Linked DNA regions of Danio rerio: region 1 is linked to region 2. The links are chromatin contacts, called in public HiCAR-type maps. All regions are on one chromosome and are shown on one strand. Each heading gives the region's core, a stretch centred on a gene start, on an enhancer-like site or on the middle of the called end of the contact. The rest is flanking DNA. Distances are from core to core; before and after follow the strand shown. Region 1 holds the start of med4 (mediator complex subunit 4). Region 2 holds the start of esd (esterase D/formylglutathione hydrolase).

Region 1 (5,549 bases), core at 3,044-5,543, 150 kb after region 2:
ATTTTCATTTTTGGGTGAATTTTCCCTATAAGGTGTCTTTGTTGTGGTGTAAATGTAGAGCATGTACTGATATTATTAGTTACTACTGGCGCTGCACGATATTATAAAAATCTAACGTTTAATTTTTCTGCAATAAATGTTGCAACATGAATACAATTTCACAAGATGGTTTAAATAGCTCTGTTTGACAGTTTTCTGAGGGGGTCTAACAATATTCATGTACTGAAATCAAGTAACCACCATGCAAATAATAATTTTCTTTGCTTTCTATCGTTTCTCAAAAAGTCTTGGAACAGGTAAAAATATTTTTTGTTGTCACCTTCAGTAGATACAAGGCAAAATGAATTTCCTTAAAACAAGCACAACTATCTGCCAATGGGGTGAGTAAAATAACCTTGTTTTCACTTTGAAATGTAGATATTTAGAGTAGAAACTAGATAAAAATTCTAAGTAAGAAAAACTTTTTTTTTAATCATAGAAATTATTAAATACAAAAATTAAAATTAACTGCCAAACATCTTATTTTTGTGCCGAAATGTGGCACAGGCAAATTATAAACCCTCACTGTATTCTGGTTAAACTTAGCAGTGACTAAAAATGTGTTCTGTAGCTCCTGTTTATTTATAGTTCAGACTCAACATTGTGTATATTGAGATGTGACTATTGCAGATGAGCACATTTCAATATTGATGCTGAAACAATATATTCTGCAGCCCTAGTTACTTACTACTAATATTAATTTCATTGTTTCATTACATATTAGCAAGTTTAGTTAATGTGTATTCATTATTATTGTAGTTAATGGTTTACTGTTCTATACTAAGTACATATAATATCTAAAACAGACACTTTAAAGTAATAAATATTGTGAGATCTAAATAGTTTTTAACATGTATTTTGTAAAAATCAGATCTGTAAAAAGCTGTTTTTGCTAGCTATTAAAAAAAGGGCCACAAACCAGAATTAATAAATACATTTTTTACAACACTATCAAAATGGACAGCGATATCATTAATTTAAAGTAACAGTAAAACTAGTGACACTATTTTGATAGTCTCTTTTTATATTAAATTATACACCCAAGTCTAAGTCTCAATATAGCAAAAATGACATCCTTTGCATGCACACAAGAGTAAGTGAAACATACGCATCAGAAAAGTTCATTTCTCTCTCACAGACACTGCAAACAAACTTCTAAGTAATAATAATAAAACACCAGATGAGAGATTGTTTAAACTAACATGTCCTTGAATTCTAGGGGGAGATGTCTCTGCTCTGTTGAGAATACTTGCAACAAAGATAAGAAACTCTGCAGCTGGCTCCTCACTTTAGTTAAAAAAAAAAAAAAAAACTGTAACACTCCCTTCAGGCATTTTGTCATAACTTTGCAACTACAGCCCATCAAACCCTGTGAAAAGCACAGATTGTCAGCTGAGCTTATTATAACATTTATGTTGATAGGCCCTCAACATATATTTTACTGGTTATTCTACAAGTAGCTTTTCAGGTTCATTATTCTACTAACCCTGACCTGACAGTCCACTATTCCTCCATTAATTATTAAATGTAGTTGCAAAATTATTTCAAGTAAACAAAATACCTGAATTTGAATGTAACCATTTAAAATGTTTAGCAGCACAAAATTGTAATGAAGTGAGGTATGGCTGCACAAATATATAATTTCAGCACTGATACCGCAATTTCCAAGTCAGCAACTGTCACATCGCAAGGATCTGATTTGTAGTCAGGATTAAAGTTGACCAGACATTACAATAAACAACATAGGAGTAATTTCAATTTTTACAAACCTTCCAGTGAAAGTTTAATATTTGCATGTGTTTTTAAGGCCTGACTATATTAAATTTCAAGCAAACGTTTGCAAATTTGTACTCAAAATTATATAGTGTTGTTGTTATTATTATTATTATTATTATTATAGAGTAATTATTTGCATCTTTTGTTTGTTGTATTTAACTATGCTTGTCATTTTAAAACGATATTTTATGCAGATACACTCCCCTAAACAATCACCCTAATCTTTACAAGCTATTCAAGTCATCTGGCGAAATTGCATTTATGTCGCAGTAAATGAAAATATTGCAATGTCAGTTTTTTCCAATACCCCCTAAAGTGAAATGGTATTTTGCTTTGCACAGTGCTGGAAGAAGAAAATGATACTCACCAGTATATGCTCTGCCTCTTTGAGCTGTTTCTGGAGCTGCTGGATATCACTGTCTCTCTTCTCAACTTCTTTCTCCAGTGATTGCATCTCCTGGTGAACTCTGCCCTGCTCCAACGCCGTCTGCATTAGCTCCTGGAACTCTTTATCTCTCTGTATTAACAGCTCCAGAATCTGCTCACACAACCCACAGCAAGTTTCCAGTTTTAGTAATGAGATTATATAATGTGGGTGCACAATATTATAAAAAAAAACTGACATTGTAATATCTCGTTTTACTGCGATACATATTGCAATGTTGAGTATACTTTAATAGATTTTAAAAAGTTATAAAATAAATTTGTTGTTTTGTATACTTTGGATGTTTTATAGGGCATTGCATATGCATAAATTATAATAAACCAATCACAAGCATTGATAAATACAATGGAGCAAAGATATAAATGAAAAAAAAATGATTTTTGTAAGTCTGCAGTATTCAGGCACAAACTGGATAGTCAAATTGAATCTTCATTGTATTTGCACATAAATCTAATCTTTCCTAAAGTAAAGTAAACATAATTTCTTGTGCCTAAATTTTTTAAAGGGCCTTGAAATGTTAACACAGTCACAGGCCTTAAAAACACATGCAAATTCTAAATTAAATGTTATATTTTTGGTTAAAATTAAAAATGACTCCACAAATCATCTATGTTTTGAACTTCGGCTCCTGTTCAACTATAATAACATTGCAGATCCTGTGATGTGACTATTGTAGATACACACATTGCAATATCGATGATGAAACGATACATTGTGCAGCCCTATAATATAAATTTGTATAAATGCCTCTAATCAGATTGCTTGATTACAAACACATTGCACTATTCGAGTAAATAATTTACTGATTCTCCCTAATTCTTTTTTTAACATGCTTCTGTTCTAAACAGTTTTACAGTGTAGTGTGTACCATATTTGAGGGGAAAAAAATAAGATCCAAAGTGGAAATTCTTAGTTTCTTTTAATGGTTATACTGTACAATAATGTTGTGTTAGTTAATGCACGGACAAACAATGAACAGTACATTTATTACAGTATTTGTTCATGTTAATTGACGAAAATACAGTTCATTGTTAGTTCATATGAACGCAAGTCAGTGCATGAACTAATGTTAATAAACATGAATTTGGATGTAAATAATGCATTAGTAAATGTTAAATTATGATTAATAAATACTGTTTAAGTATTGTTCATGATAAGTTCAGGTTAGTAAATACATTATTAACTAATGAAACCTTATTGTAAAGTGTGACCTTTTTAATGTACAATTAATTTATAGTCATGTGTTTGAATAAAAGATTTTGGGTGTTTTTTGTTCTGCAAACTGATCATGACATTTATTCTGCGTTCACAGTGAAAATGTCGACATTTAAAGCATACAAAGACAATTGGTCAAAATCACTAAAAATCAAAAAGGTCATCAAGATTACATTACTGACTTCAATTATTATTTTCTAACTTATAATCACTTAGGGACTACAAATTCAAGTAATCTAAACAACGCTGTTGATCTCTCTTTATGAATATTGGGAGGACAGAAATCTTTTAGCCTCAATTTTAAATGTCTCAGCTTTCCAAAGATGGATTTGTGAGGCTGAGGGCATAGGGCATGGGATGTGTATGTGTATGTGTGTAAACAGCATTGACTCTCACCAGTGTGTCCTCGCCAGGCGGGGGCAGTTTCTGTGACCTGGACAGCGCCAGCATCTCGATCAGCTCTCTAAAACAACACGACGAAAAACGAGACGCTACAGATAACCAGTACTGTAAAATTACTGTATTACTCGGAGAAGACTTTAGTGTAAAAGATAGAATTACTCTATTTGTTCAATTGTTAACTAACGTTAACTCATCAACTCATACATCACTGGGGAAATACCATGAATGGACATGATCATTCTGCCTTGTAACAGCTAAACACACACACACAAACAACGTCATAGTAATTTTTTGTCTAAATTTTTAGAGCATGTAAGGACAAACCTGGATAAAACTTCTAAATCATCCAGAGTGGATAAAAGCCTTTCTTTCGTAGATTTATCTGCCGCCGCCGCCGCCATGATTGTTTCTCTTTCTGTGCGCATGCGTGGGAAATGAAAAGCGTTAGATGCTTTTGAGTCACACAGCGACGACTGCTGGCAGAAGGACCGCAACGCATAAACACAGTCAATGTTGAGGAACACACACAAAAAAAAAACTCCTGGAACATCTGTTTGTAAGTATGGTGGCTGTGTAACTGTTATTATATTGTTCAGATATAGCCTATGGATGTGCTATTACTGTTACAATCATTTTTTTTGTTTCATGTTTATAGCACCTGCTGATCTATAGACATTGATTTGTTTGATTTAAGAATCATTCATTCATTTCTTTTCCTTTGGCTTAGTCCCTTCATTCATCAGGGGTCATCACCGTGGAATGAACTGCCAACTTATCCAGCATATGTTTTACACAGCAAATGCCCTTTCAGCACATACACTTCAGTATATTCAATTCTCCTATAGTGCATGTCTTTGGACTGTGGGGGAAAACCGGAGCACCCGGAGTAAACCCACAAGGACACGAGAAGAACATGCAACCCCCACACAGAAATGCCAACTGGCCCAGCCAAGACTGGAACCTGCGACCTTCTTGCTGTAGGTGACAGCACTACCCACTGAGAGACAGCATCGCCGATTCAAAAATCATTATATATTTTTAAAAAGACTGTTTTATGTCTACAATCTTTTAATTTAGTACTTTATTTTTTTTTACGAGTGAGTCCAAGAAGTTGACAGCAAACTATTTATTAGCCTATTCATTAACACATTTCCAGCTTAAGACTGGTCACTTAAAAAAATAGGCACATTATTGGAGAAAAAAGTGTCCAAATTTAAAATAGTGGATGATGAACTACAGCCTAGTGAACGCTGCGCTAAAAATATTCTGTACTAAAATAAATCAGAGGAATAAACTTAAAAAAAGAGCCTTTAGTGAGATTTTGTTTTGGGGTAGACTTGTATGTTTCCGTTATAAGCCTTGAATTTAGTTTCCTAATCATTTAATTTGACCTCAAAACATAAGTGTGGCTATTTTCTCAATTTGCTCTAAACACAAAATGTCACATTTTCAGTCAGAAACATAAAAGTTAATATTAGTGTTATTAACTCTAAGCCATGCCAACCTGATAAAAATGTGTCTGGTTTTATCTAATGAACAGTGGTGTAAAGTAACAAATTATAAATACTCCAATTACTGTAATTGAGTAGTTTTTTCAGCAATTGTAAATTACTAGGGTGATGCAGTGGTGCAGTAGGTAGTGCTGTCACCTCACACCAAGACGGTTGTTGGT
Region 2 (5,479 bases), core at 2,134-4,633:
GTTCTGGTGCACAGTGCACTGTAGCGTCAACCAGAAGGTAAAAGTTCAAAGAGGCAGTGTGCCGAGTGTGAGGGGTCCAGAGTGATTTTAGCAGCGCTTCTGCTCGCTCTGGATAAGTACTGTACATTTTTTTGGAGAGTAGGAAGGGTTGTAGCAGTGATTCATTCAGCAGTCCAAACTATCCAACGTAGTCTTCGGAGGTCAGATGACAGACCTCTTACTATGGGTTCCTACTATGAATGTCAATGGTTACAGGTTCCCCAAATTCTTCAAAATATCTTCTTATGTGTTCAACACAACTTTAAACTGGTTTGAAACAAGTCAAGGGTGACTGAAAGATCTTTCACTATTGGGTAAATTAGAATTTCTTGTCAGTTTCTACTGTGAAAAACTCTGTTTCTAACTTCAACAGCAGAAATCAAACAAGAGAAGACATTGCTTTTTTTAAGCTGGCTGTTGTTTCGCCATCAGAAATACGACAGCATGCTGCTTAAGAGGGCAAAGACATCTAAAAATGTACTTTAAAACAGTACATACAGAACTTAACTTTTAAAGTGGATAAAAAAAACTTTTTTTTTTTTGTTCAAAATTGTCCCAAGCAAGATTGAGAGTTGTTGAATAGTTTCAGGAGAAATTTACTCATAAGTTAATGAACAGGCAGAAGTGTATTTTGGGCTTATCTGGGTTTAGAAACATTGCTAACATATCTATAAATTACACACCTCCTCTGTGACATATGAATACATGCGGTAGTTGGTTTTCCAAGGATCTTGGGTAGCATTTACATAAAATCCGGCTCCTGTCCCAAAGTCCCAGCTCTCCTCCTCTCCTTCAATGTTGCAGCCGCCTGAAGAGTGCAGAATTATCTCAATTTATGATCATTTATTTTTGTATTAACAGAGTATACAGGAATCAGAGTCAAATTCAATACATTTTAAGATCTTTTTAAAGACTCTTTCCATACATTTTAAGACCTTAAAATCACTTTAGGTTTCAACTGGAAACCCTGGCGAGATTTTAACTCACAGTATACTTACTAAATATTAATGTAAGAACTAATCCAAAACTAAAACATTATTCATATACTGAATATAAATCTATTAAATCTGGCTAATTCAGCAGGTTGGAGCATATAGAGCTGCAAAAATATGGTGTTGCCTTGATTACTGCAGTAAACAAAGCAGCAGGATGTCAAATCTGGTAATTTCATTGATTTCATAAATTACACAGCATCTTGATATACGCAGATTTAATTCAGGCAAACTTTAGCATACAACCTTACACTGCATAATCAAACATGATATAAAATGTAATACCTTGCAAAATAGCATGTAAGACTTTTTAATACTGTTTAAGAGCCTTAAATTTATCTACATTGACTTATCAACTTTTGATGCTTTTTAAGACCCTGTGGACATCCTGATTAATAAGGCAATATTAGTTTGGATTAACTTGAATGTAACTAATCACAGATTGTACAGCTTGAAAAAACAATGATACCTAGTGTTTTGGCTTACATGGCATAACATTAGCTTACACTGAATTTAAGCTTCTATTGGCTTTTCTCCAAGCAGTGGTATGACTATGTGGTGGGAAACTGTAAGCACTGACGTAAACAGGGAAGTCACAATGCTGTTTGATACTCAGTGGAGACTTTTATTTGTTTATCTATATGTTGCAGTGATGATTTGACTTCCCAAGAGAGCTCTGCATCCACAATCCATCCTGCTGTATTATTATTACTTTCTGGCTCATGTCTCTATAGGATTAGGCAGAGCTGAAATCAGAAATATAACTACGAGGAAAGCTCTCCAGAGGTGGACCAGCGAGTGTATAAATTGTAAATATTTAGGTATTTACGTGGACTGGTGTCTGGAGCTACGATGATGATCCCATTTTCAGAGGCCGCCTGCTGGCTTCCAGCTTTAGTGATGAAGTTTTGCTCGGTGCATGTCAAACCTAAAAAACACAGTGTATGATAAAAGTACATTTTAGAATGTTATTGACATTTAGTGCATTACTGAGATTGTTAAAGATGTAAATGATACATGGGTAAAATACATTTGGTGCACATCAAAATTAATGTGTAAAAAGCGCATAAAATGTAAGTGACGTTAATGTTTTAAATAATTAAAATAAAATATGAATTAAATAACTCAGTTGTCATTTGGAACATTACACACATGCAACCTATTGTCACAATAGAATTATAAGGTTCTATCTGACATTTTTGTCAAAACTGAGTTATTGACATATTCTTATTCAATGGCAACTTATTTACATTATGGGATTCTTTATATAAGTTGTTTAGATTTTAAGACTTTTTATTATTTTTTTAAAATGTTACACAAATTGTTTGCTATATGGAATGTAAAAACTTTGAAGCTCAATATTTCAAAATCATTTAGAACGCAGATAGAATTCCAAGGTGATAATATGCTAACAAACAACATGATATAGTGGCAATAATAATATGATTACAGTCAATTAACAGCCATAATTAATTTATTGTGTCATGATCAAACGAATATAATCATAATAAAATAATTAAACAGGCCTAGTAGAGAATAGAATCGTGCTGAAATACCTGACAGCCAGTATAACACTGGACATTTGGAGCTCTCCGCCTTTGGAGGAAGGTAAATGGCGAACTTCATTTTGCATTTTAACTCGGAGCTGTAAATAAAGTTTAAGTTAAGCTCTTTAACGTTAATGTGAATATTTCGACCAGGGCTATTAATGAAAGAGTCTCTCACCTGTCATGCTCGAACACTTTCTGATATCCACCGCTGCACTTATTAGAAGAAACCTGGGTTAAAGCCATTGCACCGTTTACTGTGTTGAGTAAAAGAAATCAATCGTAGTTATGACAGATCATCGCCTTTCTTTCAAATGAATGTGCTCGCTTGTACAAATATTACGCTGCGAGCTGATTTCAGTTCATATAGTGACATATTAATCGTTTTACGTCAAGTTTTAAGTATCTGAACACCATCTGTAGCTTAAATAGAGTCATTAAACAATAATTCACATTTAGCACACAGGGCTCGTGTGGTTTGCGCATGCGCATTGTTTCTGGCGTGCCAAACTCACAGCACTGATAGTAGGATCTGCAGTGAACGACCCGAAGAAGCGCTTCGGGAAGTTTAAACTGACGCCAGAACATAAACTAAAGAAAGCTGCGTTTTATTTTGGCGGCATGCAACTTTCCTCTGCATGCAGGTTGATGTCCTGGATGTTATTTTGTAGCACTTACCGCTGCAGCTGAGGATTCCGAGTTCAGTGTGACGCCAGATTGAACGTAAGACGCAAAGCCACGCCCCTTGTGCTTTTTCCTGCCTGGTGTGTGCTTCAACGTGTTGGCCAAACAGCGGCGCTCGAGAGGTATGGTTCTCTTTCATTTTTAACTGCCCAAGAAATAAGGTCCAGTATAGCAAGCTGAAAAACAATCTATAAACCCTACAACTTTCCATTTTCGAGCTCTTATTTACAAAAGGGTGAGCTTGACAATCATGGAAAATTAAATCTGCAAAAACAACAAGTAGATAAATATGCACATTCATTTCATTCAGCTTAGTCCCTTTATTATTCTGGGGTCACCAAAGTGGAATGAACGGCCAACTTATCCAGCATATGTTTTTACTGTACGCAGCGGATGCCCTTCCAGCTGCAGACCATCATTGGAATACATCCATTCACACTCTTTCACACATAGCCTACTCAATTCACCATACCACGTCTTTGGACTGTTGGGTAAACCTAAGCACCCGGAGGAAACCCACACAAACTCAGGGAGAACATGCAAACTCAGCACAGAAATGACAACTGACCCAGCCGAGGCTTGAACCAGCGACCTTTTTGCTGTAAGGTGACAGCACTACCTACTGCGCCACAGTCGCCCCTAAATATGCACATAAATAAATTTATAAATAAATCCACAAATTCCTGCATAAATCAATATATAAATAGTGCAGGCAGATTAATATTTAAATAAATTGCATTAATGTAAACTGAAAGTAGATTTTTCCCCCTTTCACACCACACTATTAATTATTTATATATTTATTCATGCCGGAATTTGTAGATTTATACATTAATTAATTTATTTATTTATTTGCATATTTATTTTCTTTATTTTTTATTTATGCAGGAATTTGTGTATTTATTTATTCATTTATTTGCATATTTATTTTTTATTGCTTTTGCAGGTTTCGTCCTCCATAGACAATAGGCAGTTTTAATTAAATTTCAAACATACTTGTACTGATGAAATATAGGCCTTCAAGGTGCACACACAACATAAACACATTCTGACTGTAGCTGCTTTTTAAATACGATGACGATAGCTTACATGTGCTTCTCACGTCATCATACATTCTTCACTATAAAGGCTAGTATTTATTTATTTATTTGAATGTTTATTTTAAATTAATATGTCAGCTGAGTAGGATGTCTGAATGCACACAATTCAGCTGGATGAACAATGTCCAGTTGGCTTGTGCTGTGGTTTTCAGGTGTGCAATCAATTAGTGGAAACTTTTTTAACCCAGAAGTTCATGCAACATGAGAGACAGACAGTCATATCTGAAAATTTCAACAAAAAAAGGTCAAGGAAAGTAAGCCATGGACCATTTTAAGAAAAGTAAGCTGTGGACCATTCTATAACAGAATGTAGAATAGCCTATGTAAATGTTCCTTGGTGTACACACTGTAGGACTAAAAGTTTTAATGACTGATTAAACTTGACTTTGGGGTGTCACGGTGGCGCAGTGGGTAGCACGATTGCCTCACAGCAAGAAGGTCACTGGTTCAAGCCCTGGCAGGGTCAGTTAGCGTTTTCTGTGTGGAGTCTGCATGTTCTCCCTGTGGGTTTTTTCCCTTTGCTCCGGTTTTACCCACAAGTCTAAAGACATGGTACGGGTAAATTGAATAAACTAGTGTCTGTAGTGTATGTGTGTAAATGTAAATGCAAAAATTTCAGTTGCAGCTGAAAGAGCAACCGCTATGATAAGTTGGTGGTTCATTCTGCTGTGGCGACCCCTGATTAATAAAGGGACTAAGGCGAATGAATAAACATGACTTTGTTAATTTTATGGCACAATGCAAATACAAACTGTTTCAATGAGGTCACCAGCAGAGGCCAAACATTCATTCATTCATTTTCCTTCAGCTTAGTCCCTTTATTCATAAGGAATCGCCACAGCGGAATGAGCCGCCAACTTACCCAGCATGTGTTTTACACAAAGCTGCACCCTAGTACTGGAAAAAACCCATACACTCACATGCACACACATACACTACAGCCAATTTAGTCTATTCAATTGACCTATAGCACATATCTTTGGACTATAAGGGAAAACGGAGCACCAGAAGGAAACCCACGTGAACAAGAGGAAAACATGCAAACTCCACACAGAAATGCCTACTAACCGAGCCAGTGCTCGAACCAGTGACATTCTTGCTGTCAGGCGACAGTGCT

What was found. HiCAR-type assays count read pairs that join an accessible place to other places.
Region 1: a contact with region 2 is called in a HiCAR-type map of caudal fin, with 7 times the contacts expected there. The contact joins the promoter of med4 here to the promoter of esd in region 2. A contact is called at or near these places in 4 of 18 Hi-C or Micro-C datasets (caudal fin, embryo, hematopoietic stem cells and 1 more) and 1 of 4 datasets of contacts at active chromatin or transcription factors (caudal fin).

Annotation. Positions count from the first base shown.
Region 1 is chr9:26,949,190-26,954,738 of GRCz12tu, forward strand. med4 (mediator complex subunit 4) reads right to left here and starts at 4,294. Exons shown (of 7, transcript NM_001017883.1): 1 at 4,202-4,294; 2 at 3,872-3,938; 3 at 2,183-2,353. The coding sequence starts at 4,278.
Region 2 is chr9:26,803,353-26,808,831 of GRCz12tu, forward strand. esd (esterase D/formylglutathione hydrolase) reads right to left here and starts at 3,384. Exons shown (of 9, transcript NM_001017796.2): 1 at 3,257-3,384; 2 at 2,757-2,835; 3 at 2,588-2,676; 4 at 1,861-1,959; 5 at 723-847. The coding sequence starts at 2,824.